2 separate regions of the Anas platyrhynchos genome follow, and region 2 is linked to region 1. The links are chromatin contacts, called in public Hi-C maps. All regions are on one chromosome and are shown on one strand. The core of a region is the stretch at or near the end of the contact, and the rest is flanking DNA. Distances in the headings are between cores, read along the strand shown.

Evidence for each region. Hi-C and Micro-C count contacts between places; a contact is called where the count stands out from the background.
Region 2: a Hi-C map of F1 follicle shows a contact between it and region 1, with 5 times the contacts expected there. The contact joins two enhancer-like sites. A contact is called at or near these places in 6 of 8 Hi-C or Micro-C datasets (F1 follicle, F5 follicle, liver and 2 more).

What each region holds. Positions count from the first base shown.
Region 1 is chr2:123,468,350-123,475,991 of IASCAAS_PekinDuck_T2T, reverse strand. No RefSeq gene overlaps it. Among named protein-coding and RNA genes, the nearest start is that of CHN2, 27 kb to the right of the region's middle. Within about 2 kb of position 5,766, at least 3 of the 8 cell types and tissues checked have an H3K27ac peak or open chromatin away from gene starts, as enhancers often do. A contact at or near this core is called in F1 follicle and subcutaneous adipose tissue, where this site is marked.
Region 2 is chr2:123,559,678-123,566,508 of IASCAAS_PekinDuck_T2T, reverse strand. No RefSeq gene overlaps it. Among named protein-coding and RNA genes, the nearest start is that of TRIL, 22 kb to the right of the region's middle. Within about 2 kb of position 1,733, at least 2 of the 8 cell types and tissues checked have an H3K27ac peak or open chromatin away from gene starts, as enhancers often do. A contact at or near this core is called in F1 follicle and subcutaneous adipose tissue, where this site is marked.

The sequences.
Region 1 (7,642 bases), core at 4,517-7,016:
AAATTGACCTTTGGAGACAGCAGGTTTTTTTGCAGCGAGATGATATTTAGCATTTCCTGGCTCATTTGAAGGAAATTTGCATGGTGTCTATACAAGCATTAAAGCTGAACTAAGTTCTTTTTTTTGTTGTTGTTGTTTTGGTTTGTTGGGTTTTTGTTTTGGTTTGGTTTGTTTTTTTTTTTGATCCTGCATCTAGCCAATAGATATCATTCAGTCTCAGTAGAAATGGGATATGACAGTTTTCATCTGGTGAAGCTATAAACAGTACTGTCGAAGGAAACAGAGCTGTCCTTTTGAAAAGACAAAGGCAGGAAAGTATAGCTGGCTTTGGCTGAAGCCCTGACCAAAAAGGAGGCCATTTTCTCTCTGAAATGCTGTATGATTACAAGCTGTATGATTACATTTTCTCTCTGAAATGCTCCATGATTACAAGCAGGCAGCAAACATGTTTAAGATTGGAGGGACCAGACCCAGGGTGATGAGTGAGAGAAATTTGTCAGGCCTGGTGGCAACTGTCAGCAGCAACTGCAAAGACTACTTATTTAAGTGAAAGAATGGAGGGCATAAAGGCAAAAATGGCCCACTTACCCTTAATTTCCTGTAGATAGACATGCATTTCGGGAGATTTTAAACTTGCCTTTGCTTTCCTCCCAGTTTTAGGGAAGGGGACTGTATTGGGAGGGGGGAAGATGATTGAAAAATGTGAAACTTATAAAGAGACAGCTGAAATCAGTTTTCTGCACTAGCCTTTGATTAGCTGTTCTCCAGCTCTAAAACCCTGAAGCTAAAGGAACTAAAAAACCAGCCATAAACAATGAACGCTTTGAATTAGCTTCTCTTCATATGTCATGCAAGAGGAGGGCAGTCACGTGCCCTCAGCAAGTGGCCACACAGAAGGTCAGCCAGAAGCTGCAGCTAAATCCAAGGGAGGAAGCTAAAAGCTAAAGGCATCTTCAGGGACTCTCAGGCAAAGACTCATTATGATCAAGTCATATGGTAATTAAGCAAAAACTACATTTGCTAACAGAGGAAAACAGACATATTGTCAACCTACCTGCACCTATGGATGTGGTGTGTTTCCGGCATCTGGCCCCATGCAGCCCAGCACCTCTGACCTGTTTTCTTCAGTGCTCAGCCTCCTATATGATCACTTCTGACTGCTCAGTGACACAAGGAGACGATCAATCTGGAGGAAAGTGAGTATGTCTAATGCAGGAAATTCAATCCATCCACCAGAAGATTTTGTTCCTTAAAACACCATTAAAACTTCAAAATACCAGTTCACTATCTATCTCAACTAGGAACTTAAAAAAAACTTGCTAGTTAATAATATAAATAATTAATAATATAACTATAATATAATAAAAATGGCTGACCATTTTGAAGAAATCATTAACATTTTTAAATCATTGTCCTATTCTGAAAGCCATTCAAGTAGGCCTGCAGAGATCCAGGCTTGAAGTCCACTGGTGGGCTTTTCATATATGTATGTTTATTTTAAAAATAGATTAAGGATGATGCTTGCAAAAAAAAGATACTGGAGAAAAAGCTTTTTAAAGGAAAAAAAGAATTGATTGGAGAAGAGCCTAAAGACAGACACCATACAAATCCTATGAAAAGTTTCAAACAATATTTACTAGAGATAACACAGTTTAATTCTTGTTTTTTGGAACCAGGAATTGTAAGTATAAATTATGAGCCAAGAGATTTTTTTATCATTTTGAATCAATTTAACTATCCACCATTAATTTTCCCTTAAGTTTTCTGTTTCTAATTTTCCTTTCTTCATGTATTACAGTCAATTTGGTGCCCCAGAGAGATTTCTGAAGACCAGTGATTATCACTAAAAGCAGTAACTTCTTCAAAGCTCATTTTTACTTAAATTTCTTTAAAGTGCAGGCGAGAAAAGTATGTTGAACTAAAAAGATTTCAGAAGTTACCCTGGAGATGTTAATGGTATGAACTTTTGGAAATCTAAAGTGCAAGTGCTCACAAAAAGAAATGTAGTATTATCAAGGAAACAGATTTTACCTGTACAGAACCCTCCTTACATCATATTCATTTATTATATATCCTGTTGCATTATTTTAACTAGAGCTAAACCCAACCTAATAATAAAACAACACTTAGGATGCATGAGAAGGTTAACCCTAGCTCTTCATCACTGACAGTACCTGTGGGTTTTTGCCTACTTTCCCAGCATGTTGTTTCTTAAAATAAATAAATTATGCTTACAACCATTAGATTTTATGGAATCAAGACACGCTTTCCCATTTGGTATTCCAAACAAGCCCAAGAAAAACAGACACCATATTCTATTTTATCAGCCATTTAAAAACAAACAAACAAACAAAAAAAAAACAACACCACTAAACAGCTTTTCAGCTCCCGTTATTCATCAATTCATCATTTGTGAGTTTCTGTCTGCCCCTCAGCCACTGAGCTTGCAACACTCCAGGAACTAAGGGAGCCATCCAGAGGTGCAGGCTTGCATAGCATAGGATGGAAATTATTTTGTTTCCTCTAGTCAGGAAAGAAATGTGTGCTAAAGTGAAGATGCTCATTTACCAAAGTAAAAAGAAAAAAAAAAAAAAGGCTAGATGGTTATAAATAGATGTGTACTTTCAAAGATGCAAAGGCAAATGCAACTGCCATTTCCCTGTGATTGCACACAGTTCAGAGAGCTCCCTGTCTCCAATGGTTTCTTTGTGTCTTAAGAGCCTGTTGCTAAAAGGTAGTTGGCAAGCACAGACCATTTGCTCTCAGGTATGAAGGAGGAAATATACATTTGGTGTTTGCACTTGCAGGATTATCCTTGAAAGTATGAAAAATCCTGATACACAAGGCCACTTGCTTATCCGTTGCTAACAGACTTTTTGTCAGCCCTGTCTCTTTTTCAATAAATGAAGTTTGCTATAAAAATATTATTACACACAATATTGTAGATGTTTACTGACATCCGCAAAAGCTAGATGTTTCCCTAAGTTCACTTACATGTGCCACCAATTTCAGTGGCACATGTTAGAAATAGTTATAATACCAATGTTATAATATGAATATGGCTGTGGAAAATGTGCATAAAAGACATGGCAGCTACTGTATTTTCCCAGTATGTTCTGTATTATAAGTGTTGGACCATTTCCATTGTAAGACCTGTTTCCAGTTGCCCGATTTCACTCATGTTAAGTTGACATTTTCTATGCCAGTATTCTGATCCAAGACAATTTAGGGGAGAAAAAATTTGGCTTTACTTGTTATCATTTCCAAGAGTCATCTCAAAGTATCCTGAGGATATTCCCTTTAAACGTGTCCTGTGTTTCTGGACTTTGAAGCAAGTACTTTGGCAGGATGGTTAGTAAGTTACAGTGTGCCAGAGGACATGAAGCCTATGAGGAAAGAGGGGAGGACAGGAGAAGATGGGGTGTTTGGGTTGAAGGTGGTGGAGGTGGTCCTCTCACCCACAAAGACAGGATATGGGAGTACAAGGAACTTGTACAAGGAAGTACAAGGAACAGGATATGAAAGGACAAGGAACTGTGCTGCAGGGGAAGGTGGAGGTGGCAAAAGCAAAGTGTCTGAGAGAGTCTGAGAAACCCAGAGCATGCTGATGTGAGAAAGAAAAAAAAAAAAAAAGACAATTTTCAGACAACAGGACTGAAAGAATTGGCTGAGAGAGAGAAAATATTTTGGCAACTGGAAAAATGGGGAGGAAAATAAAAAGTCAGGGCAGAGACAGGACTGGCAAAGAAAGAGATGGGAGGGAAAAGATAGAGCAGAAGATCAAACTTGGGGTTGAAAAGAAGTGATAGAAGAACCTATGTCACAAGCACAAGGAGGAAAAATAAACACCTTTGTAAAAGAAAGTGATTGTCAAGTGAAGGACTCAAACATTACGAAGTTTCCATGTCAGGGTTGCCTGTGAAACCCCACCCCAATCATCTTTGGGGCATTTTCATCAGAAATTCCAACTCAGGATAGCACCCATTTGCTCATGACACCTCTTCAGTTTTGTTTGACCATGACAAGGAATTCAAAAAGAGGCTGAACAAGCCTTAACCCATTATTTTGCTAGAAATAAAGCCAGACAAAATACTATATCTGGATTTCTAATAGCTTAGTCTCCCATAAAATGGTACATGTTACAAAACACACTCATTGCCAGCTGTATCAGAAGATAAATGTTAATTTTCAAGAGACATCAACAAGGAAGATGAAACATTATGACAGATTACACATGTACAACAAAGAAAACACAAAGAGGAGATAAGGCTGGTGAAAGCATTTGTTTTCAAAGTATGAAAGTAACAGAGAAACAAGCATTACAGAGTTCATTGCAAAGAAAATGCTGCAGCTGAGATCCTTGTTAGCAGCAAATGGGCCATGTTCGATAAACAGCACAAATAAAGATGGCATTTCCAATCCACTTCAGACCCAGAGGGGAACAGACGCATTGTCTGACTGCAACTGTTTAAGAAAGAAACAAAAGAAGCTTTTATATTGCTTCTTCAGTTAAATAGAATTCTGAGTTTTTATCCAGGACGGCATAAGTAGGTTTGCATTTGTCACAAACAGATTTTTTATAAAAATTATTCTCTACGTGTGTGTAACTCATCCATAACATCATCCTTTCCTGAAAATTATATACTAGGAAACACAACCTTTCTCAAACAAATAAGCAAGCAGCACACAGAAAAACAGGCAGAAACAGATTGCAGGGACATCTATTTGAGGGCAAAATGTAATTGTGATTTATGTTAGAGGTAGGGAAAAAAAAATCTAGCAAAGTTTATCAGGCTGCAGAAAAGTACAGAGAAATTATTTAAAAGCATTGTGAATATTTAAGATTTGCATCAATATCCCATCCATTATGATCATTAGGATGCACAGTCACTATTCAATCAGAAGAAAAAGTCTAGCTCAGGAAATCCCAATATAAAACAGCAAGGTGAGAAGTAATAGGAGGTGTGGGGCAATAACACTGAAGAAAAGAGATGAGAGCATAGGCTGAATTTTGTTCAACTGTGCCTCGTCAAATTCACTATATTTCCTCTCATAATACAGCAAAGAAATGTGGGTGCTACTGACAGTGTTGTTTTCTCCTTTATCTTTGCAACCAGACCCTTCAAATAAGGTTTTACCAAGATAATGATCTTTAATACTTAAATGCAGTTTATTTCAATATAAAGAAAATACAGGAATTTCTGAAACAGGTTCCCTTGTTTCCCAGAAACCTTTAAAACCTTCTAAATCTTATTTTCAATGGTGTCTAAAGTATTTAGAAGTTCCCTTCCCCATGGCCTTCTCTCTAACTCTCTTCTGATAACAAGACTTTGGAGAATGAGTGTGCCTCAAAATCCCTTTTCTTCATCAAGCAGCCGGAAGAACCTGAAAAGATGCAGTAAAATATCACTTTCATTCCACTCTTCTAATAAAGTTCATTCTTCTGCATTTTGATGTAATGGTGAAATACTTTTAAGGGTCGCTACTGACAGTTACAGTCACAAAACTGTGCTCAGCGTCCACTGAATTCTTTTGATGCCCCCTGCAGGCCAAGCTAGCTAGAAAGGCTAAATTCTTCTTGTAGGGAAAAAAAAAAAAAGAAAAAAAAAAAAAAAACACAAAAACTGGGGGGGGGTAACCCTGTAGGTAGGATCAAAATACCGATTTTATTAAGAAACAAAACAGCTTCCGTTTAATCTTGTCTCGTGTAGTTACTGATATGCAGTCCTGACTGTTCCAACATGCACAACCAGAACTCAAAGCAACTCCAGATTCCTTTCCGCTGACCTAATTGTGCAGAGCAACGAAGGCGAAGGCTGACAGCAAGGCAGTGCAGAGATGGGCAACACCAAATAGGGGGATAAAATTATTTGTGCCCATGGTATGTGAGGCTTGGAGGAGCCTGCTTCATCGTAGTGAGGACATGCAGCTTCCCCTGCAGGTAACAGCTTGCTGTCAAACCCCCTGTCACTTCCCTCTGACTGTGAGTTGTACAGATGAGCAAACTTATGAAATTAGTCAAATCTGTCATGGCACGGCTAACACAGGGTCAGTCACCTTGGAGAAGGTGAGGGATTCTCATCTTGGCAGCTTCTCCCTGCTAAATGCCCTCCAAGGCTCTGTACTACTGGCCAGAGATTCAGTCTTTGCTGGGTTCTGTCCTCCAACTTGGTGCAGTGTGTCAGGATCCTTGGGGACAATGTGATAAAACTTCACTAGCTGGTTATTTTTCATTATTTTCCCTTCTAACCTTGGAGACTGCACACTTTATATGTTTCTCATAAGGGATTTATTTTGCTAGCAGTTTGGAAAAGACTGGCTTTCTGAGATGAAATATTCTACTTCAGTACTCAAGAGGAAGGAAAATCTGTAATCACACATCATTAAATGAATCACCCCACTACACCAGCAGAATGTAACAGGATACAGTGTGCTATGAAAACCTGCTTTAGAAAGTTAAAATGACTCTTTCTTTAAAAAGCAGGATCAATCACCCGTCAATTTTTAGAGAAGATACATGAGACCTAGAAGGCATGATGCCAATATGGTGGGGGTAATTCCCAGCAAAAGGGCAGATAAAGAAGAAGCAGAAGACAGAACTTTCTAAAGGATGTATGTGAGATGAGTTGCAGGGAAGAGAATATCACTGACAATAGATAATTAGCAATGGGAAATTAGTACAAAGGAATCTAAGGTTGTAATAACCTTTTTGTTCATGCTGTCATATGCTTTCCAGAAGAAAAAAGAAAAAAAAAATCCCTCAGAGACACATCATCTAAGTTTGATGTATGCACACAGACTGATCTGGGATCATTCTGGACCTCTTAAATCAACCTGCAGCCGTTTGGAGCCAACAGGCAGCTACCAAGGGCCTTGTGGATGGGAGGGGAAGGACACAAGGTGCAAGAGAGATTCTCCAGGGGGATCGCTGCTGTTATCTGGCCTCTGCTACACAGATGTTAACTCCGAGCTATTTTGTGTGCTTCATTGATACCCAATGTCTAAGGTATAGTGCTTTTCTTCTGAAATGTCATCTTGCTGTTGTGAACCGTGAAAGAACTGCTGTGCAGAGTCTGGGGAGTGGTTTGCTTTGTTCTGTAGGGTTTATCTCTGCCGGCCTCTCACATGATAATTCTGCCTTGGCCAAGAGGAATGAGAAGGGATTGCTGTTTCAGGTCTTGCTTGATGTAAGGAAACCAGAATAACTTTTTGTATTTATTCCTTGGAGGGGACCAACGAAACTTAATTTCCTTCCCCAAAAGAAAGAGGAAATTAAAACAAGTGTTTAAAAGGAGTAGAATGTATGCTCAAAACACTTGTGAGGAAGTCAGTTCTGGTTAATCCACACCCAACACACCACTATTTTGATAAAGTTTTCAAGGCATTATCTGGTTTTACTCATATGCTGAAAATTCAATATAGTTACAATTCAAAGGACTTCTTTATAAACACCATTGTTAGCCTCAGGACATCTTCTGATTTACTCTGCTAATGGACATAATTCAGACTTCCTTGTGCAAGAAAAAAGGGGGGGCTGGGTGAGAAAAGGCCCTGGTTTCAGCAGACAGTAAGGACTCGTTAGGTTGTACAGCTGCACAGGGTGCCAGTGGGCAGACACAGGGCATTCAGGTTTGTAAGTCTG
Region 2 (6,831 bases), core at 484-2,983, 95 kb before region 1:
TAGTTTTACAGCATGCAATATTTTCAACAGAACTGCAGAACTGTTGGAAAAAAAAAAGTTATTATCTTCTGTTGTGGCGCAGTGGGTGAATCTCTCCATCTCCCCAGCTTGTCTGTTTGTTTTTTAATTTTCCAGACTATCAAGCTAAAATATTACAACACAATGGATCATGTTAAAATATCGCAGCATCATGGATCATGTTAAAATATTGCAGGATGAGGCTTGGTATTGAAATCTGGACTGAAAAGCTACTGAGAAGCACAGTGTCTTCCAGAGCCCTGTGTGTCAACATATATTGTTACTGACAGGTTGGGGGCATCAATGAGTTCTGAAATTAAAAAGAATGAAATAAATCATAAAGCTGTTAAAAGCTATAGGTGGAAAAAACATACTGGATCATATAATCCACCACCATGCTGCTGCACAAAGATCTTAAGTGCCTTCTTTAGCACTCTCCACACATCGCATCTTCAACAGTCTCAGATGTTTTAGACTGCAGAAAATACCTTGCTGAAATCAAACAGTTTTAATTGACTCTTTTTCTGTGTGTCTAGGAGTATTTTTATACCCTACAAAATTAAGATACAAAAGGGGAGAAAAAGCCACTATGTTAAGTATTTTTTACTATCTATGGTACATTTAACTTTTAATTTAACTTTGTTCCTGGTTTCAACCATATTCATAGTTCACACACACAAACTAATCATTCAATGAGTACTTTAGGTTGAAGAATGGGTGTTTTTTTAGTAATTTTTGTTGCCTTTTTTTAGGAGTTTCATGAAACCCCCCTGTGGTGTTCAAGAAGACTTTATTTTCACAACCTGTTTATGAATTGAAAAATTATACTTTTAATACATTTTCTTTGGTCTGGTGCATTGAAAAAAAAAATGTGAAAGACCTACAGACTTAAGGTCTTTCTGTAAACCTGTTACAGAATTCAACTCTGAGAGTTCAATAACAGAATGATATAGTTAACAATGATGTGGTAAATGCAACATATGAACTTTTACATCCATTACTTTTGCAATATTTAATAATCATTCTATTTTTTTATTATTATTATTATTTTTTTTTTTTTAATTCAATGGGGGAAAGATGATTAAGGGCTTTTTACAGAATTCGAACAGTCTTTGAAACATTAAATAGATCTATACATTAAATAGTGTTCTCATTTGATGTTTACAGAGAAGCTATGATCACTGGCAGGATAAAACTTTTTGGTTGTTTGTTAGGTTGTTTTTTTTTTGTTGTTTGTTTTAAATTGAGAGAATAAAATGTTGGTGTTCAGACACCTGAGGCTTGCAGGTTAGTGCACACATGACGTTTCCTGGAAATAGGGGTGGAAACAAACTAAAGCAGCTTGGACCACCTCAAATCCAAGCAACTTATTTGCATCTGAAGGAGGTGATGCCACATAGTTTTGTGTCTCTCTACTCCTGTTTTCTTGCCTCCAGCACTGGCAAGAACATTTAGCAGCAGAGAACTTAGATCACTTCGTTGTAGCTATTATTGGCCTCGTTTCTCACTACTTCTTTCACTACCAAGGAAAACATCGCACTTTATGAACATGAGCCAAACGACATGAAATAAAGCTGTCTGCACGGGCCGGTTCCCACCGATGCAATAATCCACAGCACCACAGGGTGGTACTAGCTTTCTTCAGGTGGAAAGCGGTCGGGACCAGAAGCAGGGGAGTGAGGCTGGAGAGCAGCGGCAGCGAGGGACTCCGCCAGAGGCCAGCCTCGGCATGAGGACGGGGCGCCGAGCAGTGCTTCTCATCGCGCACAGACCGCACGGGTTTTATAGGAGCCACAATTTACTTCAATCACAGCTCATTCAGAGGGCTTGGGTTGCTCTCTTGCCATCTGCCGGCGCTCTGGTTCCTTTCTAGAGGGCAGAGCATGGCAATACGCAGATATTGCTGCTTTCACACACGCTTGGTGGTTCCAGCACTGCAGAGAAAATCCTCTTCTAAGCAAAAATAAGAGGTTTTGTTTTGTTTTGTTTTGTTTTCTGGACACAAATACCATTTGGAAACCCATGAACAAAGATGTTCTTACCTGGTAGTCCCAGTAAAAGATGCAGCAGTATTAGGCACATCTGCTTTTATTCACACTTGTGCAACCTCAGTGTCTTCACATAAATAATTAGCACTACTCTCTCATCCCAGAGAAACTCTTCTTAAGGAAGTACATCTCTTACCAGACCAAACAGCAACGCTTTCAGTTACTTTATCCACTGCTGAGCGTGGACAGACCACTCACCAGCACTTGTAAGCAGATGGTGTCAATGTTATCTTCACAAGCAGAAATACTGATTAAGTTGCACTTGTCCCCAGTAGAGTCAATACGGCTCCACAGGTATCTTTCAGCTTGTAGAAATCTTATTACTAGTGATAGATGAGCTGGAAAAACACAGCTTCCATCTCAAACTCAGCTGGAGTATGGGACCAGACGTTAGCAAAAGCATCTTTATAACTTCTGAACTGAAGAAACATGTTACAGAGTGATTGGAGAAAGCTGATCATGAGAGTAATGATCACCCTTTTAAGCTCTCCAGAATAGGCCAATGGTCTTGCTGCAGCTTATAAAGAAGTGCTGAGTGTTGTTAGTTCTAAAAAAAAGTGGGTGATGTTAAAATCTTAAAAGTCTGAGATCTGTCTCAAGATCACATGCAGTTCTTCCACACGGCTGGAGTGCTGAGTAAGTTCTAGAAGCCTGACTACACCGTGTCTCAAGTGAGGCACATATTTTTTCTTCCAGGAACTACAGACTGTGGGGAAAAAAATAATGCATAAGGAGTGATTTGTTTAGCAATAGGGAAATGCTGTATTAGTAGCCAGTGAGTTGTTGTAATGATCTACTGCAGTAGCTCCCTGGCCTCACAGTCTTGATCCATTAACTACACCAAACTTTCAGCATCCTCTCCAGCATAGATCAGTTAACCTGATGCTTAAAGTACCATCTACTTGTGCTTTGGGACTAAAACTGAGTGTTGCAGTTGAAAACAATCAGGTCAGACTTTAGAAGGCTCCATTTTTTTGTTCTACGGCTGAAAGGATCAGAGAAACTCTGTGACCATCTCACTGATTTTGGCTTCCCCTTCATCTCTGGACATTGTGTGTTGCACTCCAGGGAAGCTGACTGTCTGAAAGCCAAGTTGTCTCCTACAGGCCTTGCCTGCAATTCAAGATTGCTCCAAGGAGTGTGTTTTTTTCAAGTTCCTCTGCCTGCAGTGCCTGGGGTCAGCAGCAGGACTTTCCCTCTTGAGCTTGTAGCAGAGCTGGAGCTGGTCGAGTTCCAGCATGTATACTTAAAACACGTTTGTGTGATTTGGCTTCTGTGCCATCCCCCCATCCTCTCCCCACCCCCCCCCACCCCCCCCCACACACACACTCTTTGCAAAAAGGGCTGTAATTAATGGTACTCTGTGCTCTGTGGATATCTTTATTTAATTAGTGTTGTTAAAATAGATGGCAAAAAGCAATCCCTCCTCTCCTTTCATGTGCACAAAGGGTCCCACAGACAGCAGAACCAGCATCTTCCTGGGAAGCAAACTTTTATGACATGAGACAGGAATTGTACATTCCTCAACACACCACAGACGGTCTCTGTAGAGACTGTGTGTGACTGTAGACAGAAGCAAGAGTCTGAACAGCATTAAATTGCTGTTCCTCTCAGAGCAAGGTCTAGTATGCTGTTGATTTCTTTCAGCCCTGTTGCTGGATTACTACTGTATTGAACAAGGATTACTTTTTGCTCTTTTTTTTTTTTTTCTTTTTTTTTCTTTACTGAATTTATTTCCAAATCATAATATTAGTTTGGACAATGTACAGAGGAGTCATTGTCAAGTGTCCAATTAGAATGGCAACAGGAGACCTATCATTCAAAACAATGAGGAGGAAATAACTTCTGGACATGTTTTAAGATTCTGTGATCTTAAAACATGATCTCACAAACACATTCCCCTTTCCAGGAATGGAGATTTCAGTACTGCATCAATGTTATCAGCTTGCTTGGTACCTGAATAAATTAACTTTCCTGCAAACGTTTAACTACTGGAGCTGGATGTTTTATTACCTTTGTTTCCTTTACATCAAACCGATCTTCTCTAAGATCCATATATCATTCCCTGGTTAAAAGTACTGGTTCTTCTCCAGCACATCAAGCAATTTTATTCTGTAACACAGTTGTACAATGCAAGGAAATGAGAGGGGGGACTTCTCCATCTGGCAGATGATCCTCAGAAGTGGAAAAGAAGATGTGCAGGCTTATGCTATTAAACTTTTTGAGCTCAAATGGAATCCAGCTGTTTAGGATCCACAGCATTCTTGCAGTTTAACTGCTCACAGTATGTATATTTTCAATCCCTTTATTTTTGTTTTCTTTAATTGTTGGGGCCTGAGATCATAAACGCCTCAGTGTTTCAAACGTGAAGGGCAGCTCTTGGTAATTTGTTCTAATCAACTGTTGTAAGAAATGTCTGCTCCATAACCTTGAATGCTTTTTCTCTTCCCTGACAACAGAATATACTTCTTGCAAAAAATAAACATCTGGTTTGAATTGAACATCAAATTGCAGTTACTTTAAGTGCCAACTATTAAATTACCTCAAATGTTTTATGTTTGAACATGATTTTTCAAGACAGCTAAATTTTTTAACTGTAGCACAAATGTATATGTAAAATTACTTTAGGAGATTAATTCCCTTGAAAACACTTTTTTTTTTTTTTTTAATTGTGTGTGGCTTGGTCACTTTTTGTGGTTTCTGTTTTCAGAAATTGCTATTCACAAAGGTTTTTTTATACCCAAATATGCCTCCTCGGATGTTAAGAGAAAGAAAAGCTCTATCTAGAACTCAGGGCCTTAATTCTCAACTGTGCAACATATGGAGGGATTGTCACGGCTGTCCAGAATCCATTAAGTCAAGCCAGAAAGTCACATGTAGCAAGATTACATTCTGCATTTTGAACAGGAAGCTAAACATTAAAATTCATATCTAAAACTTCCTTCATCTAAAACAACCCCTTTTCTTTATCTAACAGTATTTTCTGGGGATGAATCCTACAATCTGATTTGCATGATGAAATTTCAGTCTTAAAGCTTTACACTAATTTTGCTTTTTATCCTTAAACTATCAAACTCCTCATGAGTCATTTTTGTAAGAGAGACTTCTCATTTTTTTCTTTTCTTTATTTTTTGAAATGTGTTTCCAGCTCTCTCAGTCACAGAGATATATTTTTATGGTAGAAAACATGACAATTTGAACAATTGAAAACAAATTAAAATGAAGACCAACTATACTGTTTTGCTAATGCTTATAATTTCTGGATGATTGGGAAACATACAGTGTTGCTGTGGCTTCTCTATGCTCTAGGGAGGAGAAAAAAAGTGAATATTTTACTCACTGCGAGAGGGCTCTAAAAGGGCACAGGGGAAGTGTAAATGAAAACCATTTCTGCATAACCCTCCTCCAAACCAAATAGAGTAACTGCAAGTGCAGACCAATACTGTAATTGTTTACTTCTTCCCAGACACCGATCAAAGTGAAACTACAAGGAGAATTGAAGAAAAAAAAAATTAAAAGCATAGATGACTGCATCTGGGTAAATTGCTGGCAATTACTCTAGTGATTTCTAAATTGGACATGACCTGGTGTCAGTTATTGTCTATGCCTGTATTTTCACAGAAGGTGATTGTAATTGCTGTGATGATAAAATAAAATTACTCCAAAGAGGAAGCAGCAATTACAAAGGTGGGGCCACCTGATCAGAAGTTTCAATGTTATTTAGATATCTATTGATAACACTGACTGGATTTAGCTACAAAATTTGAATACTAAAACACAGATTAATTCTCAAAGACACTGATAAGTGAGAGGAAAGCTTGATCATAACAAAAATCTACTAAATTGTTCCAAGGTACTACAAGGGGAGAACTCTGATGGTTTATGGACACTAGATAGATAGCAAGAATGACTTAATTTGCCACCTTTGCTGGAAGTGATTTGAACAGGCTTAAGAGTCACAAGCTGAAATTTAATACCAAGATGACACTTTCATTCTGGGGAAAACAAACAAACAAACAAACAAAAACTCTTGTCAAACAACCCCACCATTACTAGACATTTAAACATCTAGGCAATGGACATACTTGATTTTCAGCAGCACATATACTCCATTTTATGTGACTAGGAGAGAAAAAACATCTTCAATTAGCGGTTCTGTTTGTATGACTTTTCCTAAACCATCCCTTAGATACGACATCAGATTATAGTTCAAGGTAAAATACTTTAATTACTACTTAAATAATACAAATGTCTATGTTTGAACCATGGCTACAGTTGACTTAGGTGAACTCCTAAGTCTGAAAGAAGTGACACTCATACATGTATTTGAATTCTTGAGGAAAACTGGATCAAGAAGTGACATGAAAATAACTGCCACAGAAAGAGCATGATTACAAAGAAAACATTCAGTGGGGAGGTAAGTCCTGGAGGCAGTGCCCCTTCTCATCAGAAGGGCCACAGGGCAGCTTGGCCTGAACCAAGGGGTGAAGAAGCATTCTGGGACCAGATGTGGTGACTAGGCTGTGGCTACTCATACAGACATGCAGTCAATACTGCTTGCAATTACATGCCTCAACATGTAGAAAGTGCATTCCCAAACACCTATTCAGCTACTGAGGCCAGTTTTAAAATGAATATTAATTACTTGCCTTCTATTTTTCCCCCAACTTCACCTGTCTGATTAATGTTAACAATAAAAAAATGGAGGAACCAACAACATGAAACTCCTAGTTTTCATCTCAGGTGCATTATGATTCATTGAAAT